Linked DNA regions of Sus scrofa: region 1 is linked to region 2. Evidence: chromatin contacts called from public HiChIP or PLAC-seq data. All regions are on one chromosome and are shown on one strand. The core of a region is the stretch at or near the end of the contact, and the rest is flanking DNA. Distances in the headings are between cores, read along the strand shown.

The links. HiChIP or PLAC-seq counts read pairs in DNA pulled down with a chosen protein or histone mark.
Region 1: a contact with region 2 is called in an H3K27ac HiChIP or PLAC-seq map of alveolar macrophages. The contact joins the promoter of RIT1 here to the promoter of ARHGEF2 in region 2.

The regions. Positions count from the first base shown.
Region 1 is chr4:94,115,904-94,119,649 of Sscrofa11.1, forward strand. RIT1 (Ras like without CAAX 1) reads left to right here and starts at 1,818. Exons shown (of 6, transcript NM_001077230.2): 1 at 1,818-1,955; 2 at 2,390-2,534; 3 at 2,697-2,753. The coding sequence starts at 2,432. KIAA0907 (UPF0469 protein KIAA0907 homolog) reads left to right here. Exons shown (of 15, transcript XM_001928648.6): 15 at 1-759.
Region 2 is chr4:94,047,040-94,050,919 of Sscrofa11.1, forward strand. It overlaps ARHGEF2 (Rho/Rac guanine nucleotide exchange factor 2), which reads left to right and starts at 2,157. Exons shown (of 23, transcript NM_001128463.1): 1 at 2,157-2,203; 2 at 2,291-2,384.

The DNA.
Region 1 (3,746 bases), core at 568-3,067, 69 kb after region 2:
CCAAATGAATAGCCCTTATTCTGACGTAAACCAAGTTTTATTTGTATTTTACTACTGTTTGGTCAATTTTGATAATAACTGGTTCCAAACAAAGCCTTACTATTTATTAGTGGGGAAATGATTTTAAGACCATCCTTTCTTTTCAGTACTTAGATCTAAGAACCCCTGCGTCCCTGTTTCATTTTTGGATTCTTTGTTTTGGAAAACGTGGTTTTACTAATTTAAAACTGTTGAATATAGCTGGATCCTGGGGAATTGAAGGTTTTCTTTATTTCTTTGGGATGATCCAAAGCTGGCACCTTCAGGCACTCTCGTCTCAGAGAGCCATTGCTGTTTTTATTGCCCGTCTAAGCTCCTTGTCTTCAAGTGGGTCAGAGAAAACTGCTTGATCAAAAGCTGGTCAGAACTCATCACAGAAATGAAACCCAGTGGTCTGTCTCTCTCAGAACTGGTTGCAGCGAAAATAGAGAGATTTGACTGCTCGCAATAGAATGGTGGACTTAGTGACTGAGATTGCGACTTGTCCTTTTTCTTGGCATTACAGGTTTTGCCAAAAGAACTTTTTTTGTATCAAATATTGATGTGTGAAAGTGAAGGAGCTAGTCTGCTGAACCAGGAGTAGTTTGAGATATTGAACTATCATTTTTGCACATTTGAATACTTTGCAGGCTGGCTTTGTATAAATGTATCCTCTGGTTTCCTATATGTTGTAAATATTTAGAACATAATTTCATTATAAATAAATGTATAAATATTCTGCTTGTGGTTTCTCTGTTCTTTCTTCCACAACGTATCCATGCACTAAAATTCATAAACTTTTTTGCTCACAGCATACTATAACCCCCATCAGAAAAATACATACCTGGACCCAAGAGTTTGCATTTAGTTCCAAGTTGTTGTTTTTTGTTTTTTTAATTTTTTTCTTTTAGTTCCAAGTGTTTTATGACTTTTCAAAGTAAACCCTGCAAAGTCCAAGTGAAATGTAAAGGATTGTTATGGTGGATGTTTTTCCTTTTCATTTTCTTGCCCTCCTTTATTGAATGTGGTTAAAAGGACTGAGTGAAAGTATTCTTTTTCTTTTTTTGGCTTTTTAGGGCTGCACCCATTGCATATGGAAGTTTCCAGGCTAGGGGGTGAATCGGAGCTGTAGTTGCCGGCCTACACCACAGCCACAGCAGTGCCGAATCTGAGCCACAGTTCGCGGCAACTCTGGATCCTTAACCCACTGAGCAAAGTCAAGGATCGAACCTGTGTCCTTATGGGTGCTAGTTGGGTTCATTCCCACTGAGCCACCACGGGAACTCCAGGAAATATAAGTATTCTTGGAAAAACATGCTTAGAAAGGAAGAAGGATGGGCAGAAGTTGCAACAGAAAATTTTGCCCATATAAAGTTCCTTCTAGTACTTCTATGTGTTACCCACCTAAATACAGGTGAACAGAATTGATAGTGTCTTAATTTATTGCTGTAAAGTCAAAGCCAGGTGCTTTTTTTTGTTACTAAGCAATAACACCTTGGTCCTGTTTGGGGGGGGGGTTGGCAGGTGCCCATTTCCTCATTACATTTGGCCAAATTTGTTTTTCTCATAAATGGTCCTGGGCAAGTTGTTATTGTAGAAGTCTCCAGTGTGCCCCTTATCACATCCTCCTTGCTTGACTTTGGTGTAAATAGTTTTGTGGCAGAGGGGGGCGCTGAGTGTGGCACTCCCCCAGGGCCTTCAGCGATGAGCGGGGTTTGAGGACCTGGCAGGAGATGGTCCTCCCCGGAGGAGGCGGGGCCAGTCCCCTGCGTCACGAGGGCGGCCCCGCCCCTCCTGCTGAGACGCGGGCGCTGCTGGCGCCATCTTCCCCAGCTGCGGGAGGGGTCACAGGTCAGTGCCAGATCCTCGCCGCGAATGAGGAGGACCGAGGACGAAGTGGGTGATCAGACCCGGCAGTGGCCTTAACCTTCCGACGGGTACGAGCAGCGGAGGGGTTGGCTTGTGAGGCGGAAGGGTGGGGGGCTTGATGGCGGCGCGAGGTGCTGCCGGGGGAGGAGAGCAGCCTCCGAGGGGAATGGAGAGGGGGCTGAACCTCCGGGTACCGCGGGCTTGAGAGGAAACCCTGAGGCCTAAGTCCCAAACTGCACTTTCTCACTGGGCTCCCTCCTGCTGTGCCGGCGTCCCAGTCTGCAAAGAAATGCCAAATTTCTTTGTCTCTTTTTATTCTTTTTTGAAAAAAAGTAGTAATTCAGAAAATCTATGATATGTCATGGGTCTGAGCTGCCCTGGAGGGAAGGTGAGGCTACGTGTTGCCTGAGGGTCGCCAGAAAGGGAGCAGGGGTAGGGCACTGGCTCTAGGACTGTCGTCACGGGGTCTCCATCCTGGATTAAATATTTTCTTTCTTTCCAGGTGCCTTTTCCTCCGGGCAGCCCAGGATTCTCCAAGAGGACAATGGATTCTGGAACTCGCCCAGTTGGTAGCTGTAACAGCCCTGCAGGGCTGTCACGGGAATACAAACTAGTGATGCTAGGTGCTGGCGGTGTAGGGAAAAGCGGTAGGTGACATTTTCCATTTTAAAGAAGTAAGAATGAAAAATGCTCACAACAGATGCCCTCCCCGAAAACCAAGTAGGAGACTGTCCTGCAATATTGATACTTGCAGTTCTTTCTGTTGGTCATCTTTGTATTTATTTTAACTTTCGCTTCTTGTTTTAAAGCCATGACCATGCAGTTCATCAGCCACCGATTTCCAGAAGATCATGACCCCACCATTGGTAAGTCAGACTGTCACTTAGGTTTTTCCACTAAACCCCATAAAAAGGCCTTGGTGTCAGTTTTTGAAACAGTTTTAGACCATTTATATTTTGAGCCTTTTGGGTGTCTGGTTTAGATTTACTTAACAAGAATAACATGGCAGTTGATAAGCAAATGACTTTTTTTTCTTAGCTTAACTTTATATGTACATAAGCCATCTTAGTCTGTTTTTTATTAAATATTACTGGGACACTTTGTTTTATTTTTATGGTTGCTCTACTGTATCGTCAGATTAAAGGAAAAGTTTAAAGGCCACTTAACAGAAGGCTTTTGCTATCATTTCTTTAAGGGTCTGATTTGAGACTAACTCTGTAACTATGAGTCAGCTGGTCTGAACTTCCACAAAAGGAAGCAGAAAAACAAGTAGAGCCAGCCTGCTGAACTCTTACAACCCAGACATGCAGAGCCTGGACTTGTTCCACTAGAAGCCCTTCATTTACTTCCTTATACCTCAAGTTCATTACACAGCAAGGTCTTTCTTCACGTCTTCTATAATCTTAATGCTCTATTGTTAGTAAACCACTGTTAGTAAGTAAAAACTAATTTTCTTGTGCCCTTTTTTTTTTTCTTTTTTTAGCTGCTATTCGCCATAGACCTTAGGAATGTTACTGTCATTCCTGGACCATAAGGAAGCAGATTTGATTTTAAGGGGTTATTTCCCAGTGAAGAAGAAAAATGGTGATGGGGGTAGAGGAGGGCACAGAAGTTCTGCCATATCACTTGTATTTTCAGGATGTGACACTTTTGTTGTGATCCTGAGTCTCTAGGAAGGATTTCCCATTGGGTCAGGACTCTACTGCTCTTTTTCATAAAGCCAATAATTTTTCTGTGCCAACCTACCTTTGGTTGTTACCATTTTATATAGTAGATGCTTCTGTGGCTTGGGGAAAAATAGAAACAGTTCTTATTTTTCATGTACTATGTTAAATTTAGAACATTGTTCAGGAATTCAC
Region 2 (3,880 bases), core at 907-3,406:
TATTAAATCCAGACTGCCTCAGATATTTGGGTTTTGTTTGTTTTTTCATTACCTGTCTGGCCTCTAGGTTGAGTTTGTCTTCTCTGGAAACTATCCAGGCTAAATCTTTTCTAAGATATTTTCTATATTAAGGCAGCCTGGGTTTGAATTGCAACAGAGTGATGTCTACTGAATAGCAAGAATAACTTCTCAACTATTTCAAGTGGAATGTTCCAGATATGGGTACTGGGGAGGGGTGGAAGGCCTGAAGGCCCTTGCTGTGGGAAAGTGAGAAGCCTGTGGGGAGATGGATGAAACTTGACTTTTGCATGAAGATTCTTAACTTGATTCTAGGGTCAGGGTTCCTGTCATCCATCCGCTGGCCCTTTGGACCACTCAGCCACTGGCATGGTTTCCAAATCTGTATCCATGAGTGGCATCAATTGTTTTGTGGGATGCTCAGATCCAGCTGGTGAGTAAAAGTGGGGAGCAAAGCATTAGTGTTCCTTTCCTCTGTTTCACCCCACTCCTCAGGGCCAGCTGTTTAGGGTCTGGATGGCCGGCATTATGTTTAACCACACGCCCTTGGAAACACCATTGTGCCTCTATTCAAAAGAGAGATCTGAATTCAGGACTTTGGTATTCTGAGGCTCTCCTTTTAATGAAGGCCATAGGAGAGGGAGAGGCTTTCTAGCATCTCCTGTCACTAGAGATGGAGGACAGTTACCTGCAATGTACCTTGACAGTAAGATGAGGCTTTGGGAACTCCAAGGCAATCCTCTGCCCTCCACCTTCACCAGAAACAGAACTGAGACATTGGTCTTCCTGCCCTGTCTCCACACAATCCCAGTGCTCTGTTACTGTGGCTCCGAAGTTCTTCAGCTCTGCTCTGCTGAGACACCGCCCTCCTTCCCTACTCCCCAGTGCCCGCCCTCAGGAATGGCGTCACAGGCACCTGCAGCTTGGGAACCTGATCCAGGTGGAGGGGGTGGGGGAGGCAGCTCTGGGCGCCTTTGTCTGGCTTTAGCTGGACACTTCATGGTCTCCTTTTGTGTTGGCAGGAAATTTGTCCCAGTCCTCTGCTGCTGAGCTCAGCCAAAGGTGAGTTTGGGGGACTCGGAGCCCTTCAGAGGCCTAGATGGGGGAGGGGCAGTGGGACTGGGCAATGGGTTCTATAGCTCCAAGGGTCTCTGCTTCCTGAAACATTGTTCCCCTTAATGTTTCTAATCAAAAACCTCCAAATAGCCTTCTCTCTGGGCTGCCTAACATTCCGCTTCTCATTGGCCAGGGAAAACTAAGGAGGTTCCTGGCAGCTCCATGGGATGAGGAAGACATTAGGGAAAGAAAAGGAATATCTGGATCCCAGGGTGTCTGGTAAATAAATGAGCGGGAGGTTGTTTGCTGTTCTCAGTGTCAGAAAGGTGAGCAGGCAGATTGGCTGCTGTGCAATCAGGGAGAGACAGTGATCAAGGATCCTGGATCAGCTTTGGATGGCTGAGGTAATAGACCAATGGGGAGTGGCCCTCAGAAGAGCTGGGCAAGGGCTATAGCGCTCCGAGAGGAGAGGGCAGGGGCTGATGCACATAGCTCAGGACTCGAGGTGGGAGCTGGGAGATTTCAACATCTATGTAAATAAGTACGCAAAATCAGCACCTGTTTATTTGGCTCCTTCGGCCGAAGCCTGATTAGAGTGGGTCAGCCTTCTAAGACAGTGTGGGTGTGTGAGCTAGTAATGGCCCCTTTAAGATATCAAGTTTTGATTTGTGGTCTTGAAAATCTCTAGCTGACACATCCTCCTGGCTCTGGGTTTGGGATTAGCTCATGGGATGGGGCTGATGAAATCCCAGGAAATTCAGTCCTTATTGGCGTTAGGCCCAGAGGCCCTTTCCAAATAGCAGAGGGTCGTACACAGAGCTCTTGTTTTGTGCAGGGAAAAAGTCCTCCCTGGAGATTCCCTCCCCTCACCCCATATCATTTCCGTTGGGGAGCAGCATGAAAGAGGAGATTGGGCCTGGATTAGGTAGGAAGGGGGGTGGTGTCTGTATTTATCTGGGAGGAGACAGAGTTTTCCTCATAAATAGAGGGGCCTGGGAAACTGCAGTGACTGCATCCAGGAAATCCCAGGAGGTGAGGGGGTGGGGACATCTTCCTCTCCAGTCCTTCCTCGCTCTTCCTCACCCTTCTCTCAGTCTCTGCCCTGTATCTTCCTTCTCTCCTGGCCATGGTACCTTCATCCACCATCTCTCTGGGAGTATCTTGTTCTTTCCCAGCTCTCTTTCTCTCTCCTCACCTCTTCTTTTTCTCTCTGCAGCTGTAGCCAGCTGGAAGGGGGCTCAGGTACCTGGGCAGGCTCCTCCCTGCGACGGACCCTCAGCTTCATCTTGGGCATGACCGGAAAGGCCAAGGTAGGAGTGCAGGGCGGTGGGGGGGGAGTACCCAGGGAGGGAGAAGAAGGCTCGGGACCCACTGCCCTCCCTGATTCTTCCTCTCCACCTACCATCTGCTCTCTTCCCCAGCTTCTCCTGGTGGCAAAGACTCAGGGCAATGGTTCAAGTTTGAAGGGAAATGTTATGTGTCCCTCTCTCCCTCCCTGTATCCCAGTAAACTACCTTTGCTCTGCTTTCCCCATGCCTCCAGCTTCTCAGCCAGCTGTAGACAGCTGGAAGAGGAGAAGGGCCAGGAACCTCGGAAGCTGAGGAGTTGCCCAGCCCTCCCTCTCTTTAGGCCCCACATAGCTAAGAGGTGGGCAGCAGAAATCTTAACCATCGGACAAAATAATGATAATAATCACAGCAATACTTTTTACTTCTTCAGAGGGCATTAGGGTTTGCAAAGTGCTTTTACACTCATAATTTTATGGGTGGATACAGCAGCTGAAGGAGTTGAAATTAGACCATAGGCAGAGTGGAAGCCAGGAAAGTGTATGATTATGGAAGTGCGCACACACACCGTACATGTGCAGTTCTGACCCCAGGACGGTGAAGGCACATTGCTCTCCTCCTTATTCCCAACCCCCAGGCTCTGTGAAATTGGGAGCTCTGCCTGCCACTTGAATGCATTTCCACTTTCTTCATCTACTGGCAGAATGAGCCACCCCCCTTTTCCTCTCTGGCTTCCCCCTGTGTGCATGTACTTTCCCACTTGGGCGGCTTCTGAGCACTGAAAGAAACCCCAGACAAGACAGCATCAGATTTAGCTGGAAGCACCACAGAGTCTCACCCAGTAAGGTTACCTGGGCTCCTCCCAGCCCCACCCACAGTGCCAGGGCTCGTCTTGGCCAGCCTTTTAGCTAGAATTCTCTTTCCTCTGGGTGAGCAGGGAAGGCAGAAATGAAACGCGGTTCTTAGTACCTTCTCACCACAGGCCACAGATGGGGAGTGGAGGCACAAGACCAGGCAGTCTGAGAGCAGGGTAGGTGGGCAGTGAGGCTTCCTCTCTCTGACTGGAGCAGAGCTCTCTAGAGAACAAAGCCAACACGGAGACCTGGGATCTGAGTCCCCCTCCCTGCAGGCACTCTGTTCAGGGTAGGAAAGTTTGAGGGCAGAAATCACCCTCCTTTCCTGCAACGGGAATGGTAGGGGAAGTCAGCGCTGGCAGGGGGCTCTCTAGATCTCGCCTGGTCTGCATTTGCCCTCCCTTGACCTAGGAGTTCAGTGAATAGATGAAGGAGAAAGTGGCCAGAGACTGGTGGAGCTCAAGCAGGCGGCAGAAAAGAGCTCAGAATCAGGACATTGTCTCACTTGCCTTTCCTCACAGCCCTCTGGTCCCATCTTCCTGTTTCCCATCCCATCATCGCCTGGTCCATCTTGCTTCCTCAGGAATATGAGTGCTTGCAGCCCTAAATCTTTTCTTCCCCCTCCTCCCAGCTCAGAATAGGGCCTTAAGCTGATAAACAGCAGGG